Linked DNA regions of Mus musculus: regions 1 and 2 are each linked to region 3. The links are chromatin contacts, called in public HiChIP or PLAC-seq and promoter capture Hi-C maps. All regions are on one chromosome and are shown on one strand. Each heading gives the region's core, a stretch centred on a gene start, on an enhancer-like site or on the middle of the called end of the contact. The rest is flanking DNA. Distances are from core to core; before and after follow the strand shown. Region 1 has its middle 55 kb from the start of Dsp. Region 2 holds the start of 5033403F01Rik (RIKEN cDNA 5033403F01 gene). Region 3 holds the start of Txndc5 (thioredoxin domain containing 5).

Evidence for each region. HiChIP or PLAC-seq counts read pairs in DNA pulled down with a chosen protein or histone mark. Capture Hi-C pulls out chosen DNA fragments and counts their contacts.
Region 1: a FOXA1 HiChIP or PLAC-seq map of pancreatic cancer cells shows a contact between it and region 3. The contact joins the enhancer-like site here to the promoter of Txndc5 in region 3. A contact is called at or near these places in 7 of 39 promoter capture datasets (the 3T3-L1 cell line, embryonic stem cells, frontonasal cranial neural crest and 3 more) and 4 of 115 datasets of contacts at active chromatin or transcription factors (bone marrow-derived macrophages, embryonic stem cells, extraembryonic endoderm stem cells and 1 more).
Region 2: a contact with region 3 is called in a promoter capture Hi-C map of adipose tissue. The contact joins the promoter of 5033403F01Rik here to the promoter of Txndc5 in region 3. A contact is called at or near these places in 1 of 39 promoter capture datasets (hematopoietic stem and progenitor cells), 4 of 484 Hi-C or Micro-C datasets (CD4 T cells, CD8 T cells, the G1E-ER4 cell line and 1 more), 2 of 115 datasets of contacts at active chromatin or transcription factors (memory CD8 T cells and pancreatic cancer cells) and 2 of 9 other capture datasets (adipose tissue and liver).

What each region holds. Positions count from the first base shown.
Region 1 is chr13:38,094,316-38,099,255 of GRCm38.p6, reverse strand. No RefSeq gene overlaps it. Among named protein-coding and RNA genes, the nearest start is that of Dsp, 55 kb to the left of the region's middle. Within about 2 kb of position 2,710, at least 14 of the 459 cell types and tissues checked have an H3K27ac peak or open chromatin away from gene starts, as enhancers often do. A contact at or near this core is called in pancreatic cancer cells, where this site is marked.
Region 2 is chr13:38,958,316-38,962,658 of GRCm38.p6, reverse strand. It overlaps 5033403F01Rik (RIKEN cDNA 5033403F01 gene), which reads right to left and starts at 2,040. Exons shown (of 3, transcript NR_131019.1): 1 at 1,437-2,040. Slc35b3 (solute carrier family 35, member B3) reads left to right here and starts at 2,122. Exons shown (of 10, transcript NM_134060.4): 1 at 2,122-2,227.
Region 3 is chr13:38,526,432-38,531,193 of GRCm38.p6, reverse strand. It overlaps Txndc5 (thioredoxin domain containing 5), which reads left to right and starts at 2,710. Exons shown (of 10, transcript NM_145367.4): 1 at 2,710-3,006. The coding sequence starts at 2,786. It overlaps Gm31834 (a long non-coding RNA gene), which reads right to left and starts at 3,291. Exons shown (of 2, transcript XR_382215.4): 1 at 1,232-3,291; 2 at 1-887.

The DNA of each region.
Region 1 (4,940 bases), core at 1,461-3,960, 430 kb after region 3:
AGAAGAGGGATATTTTTGGGTTGATTTGGGTTTTTAAAAGGTTTTGTTTATTTGGGGCTTGTTTGTTTGTTTTGCTTATTGCTGGCGAGTCACATTTTCATCCATACACAGGATCAGAGAGGGAACAAGAAGTGTGAGTGAAGTTATAATCCTCAAAATATGTTCTGTGTCATGCTTCCTCCAGCAGCGCTCTACCTCATAAAGGTTCCAGAACCTTCCCTGTGTAGCAAGCACTGGAGACCAAGTGTTCAAACACATGAGCCTATGGGATCCATCTCATTCCAAGCACTGCACGCACTTCTAAGTCATACTTTGAATTCTCCATTATATGATTCACTCTGGCTCGAATCCATTACATCTGAAGTGAGTTTCTGACACACCTATGCGGGGTTGAGCGGCATAATTCTAAACGCCCTCTGTGGTGGGTGCCCTCTTGCTCTCTCTCAGCTTGGTACAAGGATGGGGAGAATGCTGAGGAGAGGGGAGTGGAAGCCTTCAGCTTCACCATCAGCCTCGGTGTTCTGTAGTTCATGACCAAAGCAACTTGGGGAGGAAAGGGTTTATTCTACCTATGGTTCCATATCATTGTACATCATCAAAGGAAGTCAGCACAGGAACTCACAACCTGGCAAGAACCTGGAGGCAGGAGCTGATGATGCAAGGCCACAGAGGCGTGCTACTTACTGACTTGTTCTTCATGACGTGTTCAGCCTTTGTTCTTATAGAAGCAAAGACCACCAGCCTAGGGTTGGGACTACCCACAATGGGCTGGACCCTCCCCCATCAATCACTAAGAAAATGCCCTACAAGCTTGCCTACAGACCAATCTTATGATCTCTCTCTCTCTCTCTCTCATATTTTATGTGTATGAATATTTTTTCTTCATGGGTGTCTTTGCACCACACAGGCTGGTGCTTGAGGAGGTGGTAACCCTGTGTGTGTGTGTGTGTGTGTGTGTGTGTGTGTGTGCGCGCGCGCGCGCGCACGTGTGTGTGTGTGTGTGTGTGTGTATTGGGAATCAAACCCAGGTCATTTGCAACAACAACCTGTGCTCTGAACCACTGAGCCAACTCTCCAGCCTTGCAAGCATTCTCTTAACTGAGGTTCCCTCCTCTCAGATGACTTCAGTTTGTGTCAAGTTGGCATAAAACTAGCCCGCCCAGCTGCTTACTGGATTGCTCCCCATGGCTTGCCCAGCTTGCTTTTTATATATATATACAATTCAGGACCACCTGGCCAGGGCTGGTACAGTGGACTGAGGGCTGGTACCACCTCCAGAGGGCTGGCTCCTTCCACATCAATCATTATCCAAGAGAGCATCTCCCAGACTTGCCTCCAGGCCAATCTGAAAGAGGCATTTTTCCCATCCGAGGTTGCCTCTTCCCAGGTGACTAACCACAACACCATTTTACCCAGAATCTTTTTTGTGTGTGTTACTTATTTGTGCATGTGATGCATGCCTGTGAACATACAGGTGTATGTGCTCATGCAAACATGTGCAGAAGCCAGAGCAGAACATTAGGTATCCTCCTGTATTATGTCCCATCTTTTTTTTATCTTGAGACAGGGTTTCTTGGTAAGCACCATTTTGTCCAGTGTGCTCTCAGGATCGACTTGTCTCTGTCTCCCAAGGCTGGTGGTACAGGCATGCACAGCAATGCCTAGCTTTGCACATGTGAGCTGGGTGTGTGAACTCTCACCCACTGAGTCTCTCCCCAGCCTTTAGAAATCTTTGGTTGGTTAGTTGGTTTGGTTTGGTTTTCAAGACAGGGCTGCTCTGTGTGTGTAGCCCTAGCTGTCTTAGAACACTCTCTGCAGACCAGGCTGGCCTCAAATTCAGAGATCAGCCTGCCTTCTGAGTGCTGGGATTAAAGGCACGGGCCACCATGCCTTTAGAAATCTTAACAGACTTTTTTTAAAAATAGAATTTATTAAGCTGACCTTAAAAGCTATAGAGAAAAACAATGATGAAGACCACCCAAACAATTTTAGAAAACGACAAAGTTGTCTCTATTTGTCTGATTTTAAAACTTACTGTAAGGCTGAAGGAATCCAGAATCTTGCATTGCACAGGTGCAGTCACACAGATCAGAGGAGCAGAACCCACCAAGCAGAAGGAGATCTTGTGTGTGTGACCAGCACTGATGCCCAAACTGTCTCCCAGGAAACCCTTACTAAACACCTTTGCTCATACACTCTCGGGTGTCTGCGGCTAAATTTGGGCCAAACACCTTGCATAGACTTGTCTGCTCTTTTGGACACCTTAGCCAAAAATGTTCTCTGTGTTACCAGGTTTATCAGGCTCTGAGTTCCTCTGAAGAAAGCCCTTCCTGTTACAAGGATAAGCACCAGCAATAAAGAGAAAGACAGTGGACCTCAGAGCAGCTGAGCAACCCCAGATGAGTTCTGGGTTTGGGTGTTTTGTTTTGTTTTGTTTTGTTTTGTTTTGTTTTGTTTTGTTTTGTTTTGTTTGAGACAGGATGTCAGGATTGCTCCGACTCTCTTCAAGCCCAGGGCAATCCTCCTGGCTCGGCTTCTGAAGTGCTGGAATTACAGGTATTGATCTATCGTGCCCACCCCTAAGTGGGTTCTGAACTCTTGTTTTACACAGCAGAATCGAGAGAAATTTGAGTGCCGCGCCATCAACTCTTGGGTGTAGCATTGCTCAGCCATTTGTTTGTTTTGAAGGTGTGACAAGGAAAATGGGCCCTTCCCAGAGCTTTTCACCACCAGGCCTCGGTGACTGAGGCTTGAGAGTGTCTCTAGAATCCTAGTTCAGCATTGTGGTGTGGCTGCTTCACACACCAGAGCCTAAGTACAAGCCTGTCCTGGCAGCCACAACGTCACCTATCAGGACCAAGCCTGCCTGCACAGGATGCCAGCTGCAACCAGACTTTCCGGGATGGTGGTACACCTCAGGGAATGGGCATGCCGGGAGGAGCAGGGTCTGTACCTGCCTTCTGGGTGGCTTCCAGCTGTTGGGATGGTTTTCTTTCTTGTAGTTCAGGAATAGGTGTGGAGAGAGGCAAGCTACTCTTCCCTTCCAGCTGTGGCTAATTAATTCAGAGGGCTGCCTCCACCAGTTCCTGTAGGGGCTGACATTCCTTCTGTTTAAGGACTTGTTGCAAAGAAAAGTAAATCTTTTCCCAGGAGGCCAATGAAAGGAAACTATATTCTAAAACAAGGATACACCCAAACGTGCGTTTCAAGTCATCCTCTTACAAACACTTACTAATGTTGAGTTTAATAATTGTCAGGCAACATATGCCCAGAATCCCAGCACTTAAGATGCTGAGGTAGGAGGATTGCCTTGAGTTTGAGGGCAGATGGACTACATGTTAAGTACCAGTCTAGCTAAGGCTACATAGCAAAGACCTTGTGTGTGTGTGTGTTGGCATGAGGGTTGGGGGGGTGGTGGTCTTCTTATAAGAGAACCTTTCCTCCTGCCAAACAAATTGAACTTTGAAATCTCTACTTTGGTCAATAATAATACTTTATTTTAGAATTTTCCAGTGCTCTTAGCAGAGGCATTAAATCACATTCTTTATGTCAACAAAGAAACCACAGTTAAGAGATTACAGCTCACAGTTAAAAGATTCATTAGCTCCCATAATCTATGGTCTACTTGCAAACTTCAAGTTTGTCAAGACAAAAATACAGCGGGCATGGTAGTGAACACCTTCAATCCTAGTGCTCGGGAGGTAGAAGCAGGCAGATTTCTGTGGATTCAAGGTCAGCCTGGTCTACATGGTGTGTTCCAGGTCAGCCAGAGCTACAGAGTGAGACCCTGTCTCAGAGAGTCATAAACAAAGTAAAACAAGAAACTGTGCAACCATGAGCCAGTCACTTCCACAATCATATTGTCCCTCTCTGAGCTGTTAAAACTCAACTCCATGACAGGAAGAGATGAAAGCAAAGTCTATCGAAGCTCAGCTTGTAGCAAGACTGAGTAGGTGAGCAATATTTGGATCTATAGTGTATTTGTGAGTATCTATCACCAGCACTCTTGTGTCTACCATTTTGGAGGGGAAGAAAACACCTAAACTCTATTCCTTTTTTGATATTTTCAATATATTTGCAAAGTAAAGTACAGTAAGAAAACAGGGCTGGAGAAGTGGTTCAGGGGTTAAGACCATGTGCTGCTGTGGCAGACAGTCTGAATTCCACTGCAGATGCCTCACAGCCCTTTGCTGCTCCAGGCTGGACATGCTCTTGTGGCCACCTTGGGCAGCTAGCTGGACCTGAGAGGTCCCATAAGAAATAAAACCCTTAGAAATAGAAATGTTTCGGTTTCCCAGGGAAGCAGTTCTCAGAGGGAGCTACTGATGATGGCTTGTTAATCCCCGATGGCTCTGTCAAAGAGAGACAAGCTTGGAGTTGAGTCTGTTCCTGGAATTTCCTCAAGGCCTCATCAAATATGGTAAAACTAACATAGAAGCCAATCAGAAACCAACCCATGTAACATCCCTGGCACCCATCAGTCACATTTTAGATTACCTAACACTAGCTAAAATTCCTCTTAGTTCCCTATCAATAAGTCTGCAAGCCTTTGTCTGGGGTCTCCATTTAGATTAATGATAGACCCCTACATGCTGGATTTCCATGGAATAAACACTCTTTGCTTTTGCATACTATCTGAGTCCAAGGTGCTATTCTTTGGCAATTCTTGGACCCTTACACATTGAAGTGTACATACCCCCCAACACACACATACAAGCAAACACACACTTTAAAACAAAACAAAAACAAACCATTTAAAAATATTTTTTAAAAAATAACATTTTTTTTACAGGACAGTTACAAAGAAGAAAATCCCCAATCCTTCCCCGCAAAGATCGTTGCTGCTAACGTCTGTGGCCTTTTCCTTCTGTCTTAGTGGATAATCCATTTCTCCCCACCCCCACCACCCCCCTCCCCCTCCAACCCCTGCCTCAAAGCTA
Region 2 (4,343 bases), core at 791-3,290, 430 kb before region 3:
TAATTTCCCACTTTGGACCCTAAAAAGTAGACTTTTTTTCAAGAGCTTCCAGCAGCCCCTTCCTTGCATCAACAGCACAGATCAGAGAAGACCTTGTCTGTTGTTAAATACTCATTCTCTGAAGGACTTTACATACTTTGGGGATGCCCTTGTGAGATAGATTATGGACAGCATGCCTTTCACCACTAGGCCTCCATTTTGAGTCTTCAACATCACTATCCACTCAGCATTTATGCACAATGGCCCTTGGCGACTTGGTAATTTACTTTCTACAGAGTAACTCCTTGTGCAAATGGCTTCAAGTGTGCTGGGAGATGACCACTAAACTGAAATACAGTGTTTCTCAGTGGCAATACAATGTTTTTCATCAAGAGTCACGGGATCTGTTTCCCTCTCAAGGATAGAGTTTGGGCATGAGGTTATCTTTTGTGGGAATAGTTCCTTGGTTCTTCTGTTTGTTCTGTGGTTAGTCAAAAGCTATCAACATGCTGAGACTGCGCTTCTTGTCTTCACATTAAGAGTATGCATTCCTCATGAGTCCACAGGCAATGGTAACCCTGTTTCGGATCTAGCTTTGTGGCTGGCCATAACTGCAGTCTTCCTTGCTCCTATTGGCAAACAGGGCTGCTCTTACCTGCTTACTCTCTCACTCACCTCATCCCTAATTCCACGGTAACAGTTGGTAAATGCTTGGTTTTCATTCCCAGTGGACATATCTGAGGGCAATGTGCCACACCAAAGGAATAGGAAAAGCAAAGCAAAGTGAGGCATGTCGTGCCTGACGGGGGTTAGATGAATTCTAAAGTGTTGTTTGGATATGACCCATCAAGAACAAGTTGCAAACCACGGAGAGGGTTTTAGGTTTCAATGAGATGGTAAAAGCCATTAAAGCATTGAGAGCAAAGCAGCATCAAATCCTGCTCTTGGGCAGAATTAGGCTGTAAGGAAGTAAAAGATAATAGAAGCCAGCTAGGCTATTGTGATTGCCTAAGCAAGAGTGGGTGGACCTTAACCCCTCTTGTATTCCAGATTTATATTACCATTTACCTTCTCACCTATGTCCTATAACTCCTTAAGGGCTGGAAGTCCATATAAGCTACTTATAAATTATGCATATGACCCTACACATAGGCACATTCAACAGGTGTTTGATAAATAATGTTCCTTCTTGGCTGACAGTTGTTTTACTGCTACTATTTGCTATTGTTGAGCCATAGAATGACATCTCTAAATGTCTAAATGGGCTTTGTTATTCTCTTTAGGATTTTTTCTTTCCTCCCCTTTTTTTAAAGTTTCAACTTTCATACAAAACTGGCTTAGCAAGGCTGGTATTTTTAAAATGTCTAGCTGGACCTTTTCCCTCACCACTTCAGAGATTCTCTCCTAAGGCATAAATGCTTCCCAATGCCTAATTCTTGTGAAATTTTAAAACTTACACACATCTGACCGGATTGTAACGTTTCTGTTGACACTATTCACCCCTTTTCAAAGCAGACTCTTGAATACTATTCCGGTTAAGGTAATCGTAATAATCCTTATCGCCAAGCCCATCTTGGCATTTTCTTCATTGTATCTCAGTAACTGTAAGTGTAGCTCTCAATGTGGAATAATTTATGATATTTGGCGATCAAATATCAGAGATTTTATAACATTTGTCAGACTCCAAGCCAGGGATTTACATTTCAAGCAGTGAGTGGCATGTCAACACAATCCTGGTTCATTTCTGGCCAATTACAAACCATCATCACTGTAAGGGCATGTGACGCAGGCTTCCTGTTTCTTCAGTCCACCTTGGCCAGAAGGGTAGGAGTGAGTCCGGAGAACTGGGACAGGAAAGTAGTTGAGAAGCAACTTCATCCCTTTGAATCAAAAGGTGGAGGCTGGGGAAAGGGAACCTCAGGCTGCTGAGATCCGGCTCGAGCACTCTAAACCTTGGCATCCTTCACACGCCCCGGCTCACGATCGCGGATGTGAAGTCAACTGGGTCGCAGAAGCCACGAGATGGACAGGACCCTTGCTCAGAGCACGCAGGAGCAGGGTGGAGAGGTAGAAACAGCCGAGGGGGTGGGGAGGGCGAAGGGGCGGAGCCGCGCGCCGGCGCACGCGCACAGAGACGCCTAGGCGGAAGTGGCGCGCAGGGTCCGGCGTGTGAAGACCTTCCGGGGAGGTGGCGGCCGAGGCGGCCGTCGCGGGAGCAGACCCGGAGGCGGAGACGGAGACCGAGGAGGTGACAGCGGCGGAGCTGGGAGGTGGGGGTCTTGCTGCGCGGCCAGGCGTCGTCAGGCAGAACTCGGGTGGGCTCCCACACCGTGTCAACAGAGAAGGTGGACGCCGCCGCCGTCGGGGTGGTCGGGGCGCGCGCTTCCGGGAAGAGCATCGTTCCCTGTTGGCCTGAGAACCCCCGGGCCGGACCCCTCCTCTACCCTGCTCTCTGTGCTCAGAGACTTGGTCTCTCGGATTCCCTTGGCTGTTTTTGCAGTTCAGAGTCATTTCCGGGTCTGTGTCCGCTCTCTCCGTTACCTGGTGACTGTTTGCCTTGCAGCGAGTTGACTGTTCTTGCAGGGCTGCTAAGTTTATGTCGCTGAAATCCCTGTACGTTCTTTCGGGCTTTACAGCTGAATTCTCTTCTCCTTTCTTTCTTCCTACCTTGTCTGTCTATCTTTCCGTGTCTTCCTTCTTTCCTCCTTCCTTTTCTCTTCTTTGGGAAAAACACTGAAAGATTTTGTTAGTTTACTATCATGAGTTGTTTGTTTTGAGTTTTTTTGTTTGGTTGGTTTTTTGTGTTTGAATGAATTACATCTGCGTTACTTCTACAGTAGATTATCAGAATCCCGAATTTTAGTTAAACATTTCTGTTACAAGTGAGTTGAGATAGTTTGAGACTTGGAGGGGAAAGACACTGACAACGTTTGAAAAATATTTTAGATAGCATTACTTCTGCTTAAAGTCTACTTTAAATCCTATTGTTAGCCCTTGAGGGGAATAGAGTTTCGGAAATCACCAGTCTCTCACCCTTTTGTGTGATAAGGTATGGGAGAAATCACAATCTTGTTTTTCTGCTCTTTGATCTTATCCCACACCTGGAACCCAGTTGTGAAGACATGATTGTTACTAGAGCGTTGCAGGTTTCTGGCGAAGCTGGGACTTTTCCAGGCTGTGCACATGATAAGTTTTCCTCCCATTCCAGCTTTGTAATAGAAAGCGTACCTCCTTCACATTAAAAAAAAAAAAAAAAAAAAGACTAGGTTAAGAGATAAGGTGAGGCCAGCAAGCTGACAGGTAAGAGCACCTGAGGCCAAGCCTGTGGCCAAGCCCAGAACCAATAAGGTGAAATGACAGAGAACCAGTTCCCAGGAGTTGTCTTCTGACCCTTGCTTGCCATCTGTGGCATAGACACACAGACTTGTATAAAGAAATAAGCTTTTATTTCAGTGTGTCATTGTAAGGCAACATCACCTGTTTCCGATTGTGTGTGTGCACACACAGTATGTGTTTACTTACTCTAAGCACTTCTTTGACCTCCATTTTAGCCGTTATGTCTCCCTGCAATGTGCCAAGTGTCTGTTGCGCTTTAAGAAGAGACCCAAGGCAGCAATCCACTTCCACAACTTCTTTCTGTTCTAGTTTCAGAGGGTATTATGAGTCTCTAAAGCAAAGCAAGATGTTGGCTATTTGATTTGAAAACTTGTAATCCTGTTCTTGAGCTTTTGTTTGTTTGTTTGGAGACAAGATCTCTGTAGCCCAGCCTTGTGTTAAATTCTCTGTGTAGTTCAGGCTCCTTCCCCCCCCCCCCCCCCCCCCCCCCCCGTACCATAAGGACTTTGTCCCTGTTTGTTTGTTCGTTTGTATAAGATTTATTTGTAGTGTGTGTGTCTGTGTGTGTCTGTGTGTGTGTGTGTATGAATGTACTTGTGGATATATGCATGAGAGGGTTCTGATGGGAATCTGAGGGTAGAGTAATAGTCAATTGCAAACCTAACAAGGACGGGTGCTGGGAACCAAACTTCTGCAAGAGGAATAAACATTTTTAACCACCACGCCATCTCTCCATGCCTGGCTCTGATTCTTTAGATAACAATATCAATTATTAACAATAGAAACAGAAGTGAGACTGCAAGCATCGGAGATCGGAGTTTGAGAGTAGCAGAGGCCTTCCTCACTCATGCTTTCTGACCAGCGATATTCTGATCAGTAGTGTAGTGTAAAGCTGCACACTGAATGCCAGACTTTTACAGGGCAGGTTTGGTGGTAATGAGATGTCGTGTTAGCAGTGACAGTGGCTCCATTTCCTTGTTAGCACAAGTGCTCTCTAAAGAGAATTCAGGAGAGATGGGTGTTGTGTT
Region 3 (4,762 bases), core at 1,461-3,960:
CAGACAAGTTCTTCGTAGTGAAAGGTTTGTGGTGCTGTCTGCGTTGGAAGTGTGTACAGCTATGGGGATGAATGAGGTCTGAGAGAGAGAGAGAGAGAGGGAGAGAGAGAGAGAGAGAGAGAGAGAGAGAGAGAGAGAGAGGATGAAGGTGAGTTGGAGGCAAAGCTCTGAGCCTTTAATAGAGAAGCCAAAAGGATGGCAGACTCAGGTGGAGTTCCTGTCATTGTATCAATGCCGCAGAGAAACAGTCAATAGAGTATTCCTGGTCAGAGTCACATTGACAGAAACAGTAACCATACCAGTAACAGAGAGCCTCCACAACAATTGGCCACTGCAGTTAATACCTGAGACACAAAGAAGAAAAGTATTTGACTGTCAGGCTTGGAGGTTCTGGGCAGTGTTCATAGCCACCTCAGTGCTTTAGACAGCTCCCCAGGGTGGGAATACAGCTCCTCACCTTAGGAGGCAGGGAATGAGTGGTAGGGCTCCTGAGATCGCCTCTGAAGACACACCTTCAATGATCTTAAAACCTCCCACCCTGCATCTAAAAATTCTACCCCCTTCCACTAGCACCACTCTGGAGATAGGTCTCCAACACATGGACCCACAGAGGTTTACATTCAAGACCCAAACCCTAGCACCTTTATCCAGATATTAGAAACAGTAAACATTCTAGATTCCCTTGTATAAAGGGGTTCCTGATGGAAATGTCAAAATCACCAAAGTCACCAGGAATGATGACAGGAAAGGGTTGTTGGGAATTCTGTCATCTGGAAGGCACCACAGTCTTCAGTGAAATAGGAGAGTGTCCTGGGAGGATGGCAAAAACTGCAAGGGCAGATGATGGTGGGATGCTCAGTAGATCCAATATGTCGGGAGCTGAAGGTCTGTGGATAGAAGGGAACACATTGGTAAAGGGTGCTATCTGCCTTTCGTCTCAACTGCACGAGACGCAAGAGTGAAACATCAACCAACAGCCAGCGTTCGAGAGGGCTCCAAGAGCTATGGTCTGTGCTAGTGGTTCTCAACCTTCCTCATGCTGTGACGCTCTAATGCAGGGCCTCATGTTGTGGTGACCCCAACCATAAAACTATTCATTGCTACTTCAAATCTAGGATTTTGCTACTGTTACAAGTCATAATGTTAATAGCTGATATTTGACCCCCAAAGGGATCTGGAACCACACAGCTTTGGGCAGGTGAAAAAGGAGTTGATATTATAAACATAGTACCTTCTGTTGCGATGTCTTAGCAATGAAGTGAGAGAAGTATTGAGGAGCATAAAGCTTTGACCTTGACAGTACAGATGACATGGCAAGAGTTCTTGGATTTCTGGTCACCAGCAAGCCTCACAGGACACGAGGCATGGCAGAGCACATCACAGGAGGCCTTCAAGGACAGCATCAGGGATTTCTATTTTAGTCTGTATGCCAAGGCTACTGGGCAGAGTTGGTGTGCTGGTTCAAGTTGGAGCAACAAATTGCCATAGTCAAAATCACGTGGGCAAAGGATGCTCATAGAACTTCTCCTGCGATGGGCAAGTTTAGGTCTGTTCAGGTTAGGAAAGCCGGAAGAAGCGTTTGGCTGAACTGTGCTTACTCAGAATGTGAGGGCACAAAGGGAGAGAGGGGGCAAGCAAGAGATGCTGCAGTTTGGTGTTTGGAAAACCATGGTTAAACATTTACAGGTGGACGAACCTAACATGAGAATAGTTACAGATGATGTGAGTTTCCCTGCCCCTCCCTTTACCACCACCCCCAACTGTTGCTAACCCAGGCTTTTGGTTTAGGGAGGCTGAGGCTAATAAAGATCAGGTGATTTTCAGAAGTGTTGCTCAGAAGTCCAATACAAGATGGCCATGTACTCTTCTTACTATGCCCGTTGCTTTTTCCCAATAAAAGATCACCATATATATGTCTTATGATGCCAGCTTCCTTTTCATCGGTACAGAGCATAGCTCTAGGACCTCTCTCAAGTGTCTAGTGGTTGTTTCGTTCTCCCTAACTTAGCTCCAGGTTTTCAAGGCAGGGCAGGGAGCTTAGATTGCCACCCGACTTAAAGTTCAAGAGTTGGCGTGGGTCCATGCGCCCCAGCCCAGGCGTTAGCTCTCACCCAGAACAGCTGTTGCCATTCATTTTCCTATCCAGGGTGAGTTAGGGCACACAGGGCACTAGCCAGGGCCTGAAGGAAGGGCCACTTTGACTGCCTTTCCTTTTCAAAGTGAAGGCAGGGCAGGATAACAGAGGAGGTGCTCTTGGGAAGTGGTTTCATCACACCCCCTGAGGCCAGGCCCTCAAATCACAGTTGAGCTTTGGCTAAGAATCTGACTTATGCAAGAGCAAACCCCACACACGTTTGCCTGATTTCCTCCTTTCTGCTGACAGCAGCTCAGCTTGGTCCTAAACTCTCGGGTCTCTTGGTGTCTGATTAGTTATCAACAGAAGCTGCCACTGTTCCATAGCTTGGCAGCTTGGCCTCTTCGTCCCTAGCAGGGAAAGGCTGATGAGGAGCTTGGGAAGGAGAATGAGCTCAGCGGGATGGAAGGGAACCGGACTGAGATAGCGCTGGAGGTGCTGCACAAGGACCCCAGGACCTAAGCGACCTCTTCCTGGTGGCTTTCAGCAGAAGACAGCAAGTTGCTAGGTGAGCCGGCGGGACAGGGGGCGTGGCTCTGCGAGCGGGGGCGTGATTGAGGCGTGGCTCTGCGGTCGTGGGAGGAGCCGGGGCGGGAGCGGCGCCGCGGAGGGGACCCGCGGCACGAGCGAGAGCTCGCCAGCCCCGCCACGATGCCCCCGCGCCCAGGACGCCTCCTCCAGCCGCTGGCCGGGCTGCCGGCCCTGGCCACGCTCCTGCTGCTGCTCGGGGCGCGCAAAGGCGCCCGGGCCCAGGAGGTGGAAGCGGACAGCGGGGTCGAGCAGGACCCGCACGCCAAGCACCTGTATACGGCCGACATGTTCACGCACGGGATCCAGAGCGCCGCGCACTTCGTCATGTTCTTCGCGCCCTGGTAACTGCAGCTCCAGCAGGCCGGCGGAGCCCGATCTGGGACCGGGGACCAGGGACCTGGAGCCGGGGACCGGGGAGAGGGCGCGAGGCCGCGCAGGCTGCGCCGGGGGCGTGGGCCGCGCTCGGGCCTCGCCGCTGACGTGGCGCTAGCCGCCGGCCTGCGAGCTAGGAAGGGCGGGCCCCGAGGGGAGACCCGGAAAAGCCTCTCCACCCCGCCACACTGCTGGAGTCCAGGCATCCCCCGCTTCTGTCCCCTGCCCAGCTCCCCAAACTTCCTGTGCTGGCCGGACGCGGCGGGAGCCCGGCGTCCACGTGCCCTATCCTGAAGGGTTCTTCCTGCTGGCCCATCAATATTGGGTTGGATTGGAAATCTAAGGCCCCCTCAAGATGTGATTGCCCACTTTGTGTGTCGAGGGTAGGAAAAGATAGCCTAGGTCGGGAACTGAGACTTCCCCGGCCCCTGGAGTCCAGCGAGGTGCCAGTTTTGGAGTCTCCGCTGCACGCTGGAGTGGATGTGAGCTGTATTCTCAAGGCCTTTAACTCTTTCACCTCCTGTTCTCATTTGGGGCCCGGTCATTTGGAAAGTGTGAGGTCGAACTGTTCTTCCTAAAAGTCATAACTTCAGGCTTCCATTCTTCGGTTGGGGCTTCCTGGTGCACCTCACTACCCCAAGAATTAGTCTAGACATAGCAGTGCTTTGCTACTGGGGCCTAGATGCTCAGAGAAAGAAGTTCTCCGGTCCACAGCAGAAAGCGGTATTTAGAGCACAGGCTCTTGAGATGTGGGATGTTCTGGCTGTGTTTATTGCTGAGCAAAGTACTCTTCCTCTAGCTCAGTAGGGACTCATTAAGGACAGGGGGTTAAGCAGTTAAGAAAAATGTGCCTGTGGAATCCAATGTAGTCAGTGATTGTATTTTTCTAAAGTGGGAGAAACTTTGCCCATAACCCTAGAGCGGGCTATTACTGCATTTCAATTCGTTTAGTGTTAAATTAACTTTGTGGGGGAGGGGATCATTTTGGCTCACAGCCATTATCAGTTAAGAATGCAGGAATGGGATACACTGTTTTACATTCCCAAGAACAGCCACTTGAGTCTGTAGAACTACCATTGAAAGAAAAAGACTGGGAGTCTGCCACAGTCAGTCGCGTTAATAGTTACTCTGTGCACAAGTCGTCTCAAAGTAGTGATTCCAGTTAAGTACACCACAGGACTTAATTGGAGTTGATTTCGGTGGAATAAATCTAAGGGTTTTTAGTTTTATGAGAAAAGTTGACATGCAGGCAGGGTTAGGTTCTCTGGAGTGCTGATGGAGTTTTAAGTTTAGAATATATGCAATGAATAACCAGCTAGTCTTGGCCAGTTGGGGTATACACCACAGATTCTTTTTTTTTTTTTTAACTCTATGGCTTACAGACGTTTAGGTCGAGGCTGCTCTCTAGGATAAGCCTTCAATTGTTTGCTTCTTGCTATTCTGATAAAAATATTAGAGAGATGTAGGAGCCCACCCATGGCCTTTGAAGGCTGGGTTTTTGATGTTTTAAGGGGAAGTTGAGGCAGGATCTCTCTGTGTAGCCAAGCTGACCTTGAACTCATGACTTTGTTGGTCTCAGCCTACAGAGTGCTAAGATTTCAAAATTTTAAGAACAACATGGTACTCAAGGTAGACTACGCTGGGTCCTCTCCCCACTTCTTTCTCACCGTGAGTGCCTGGAATGTTCACTGTCCATGTGTGATGCTGGGGCAAGGACACTGTGTA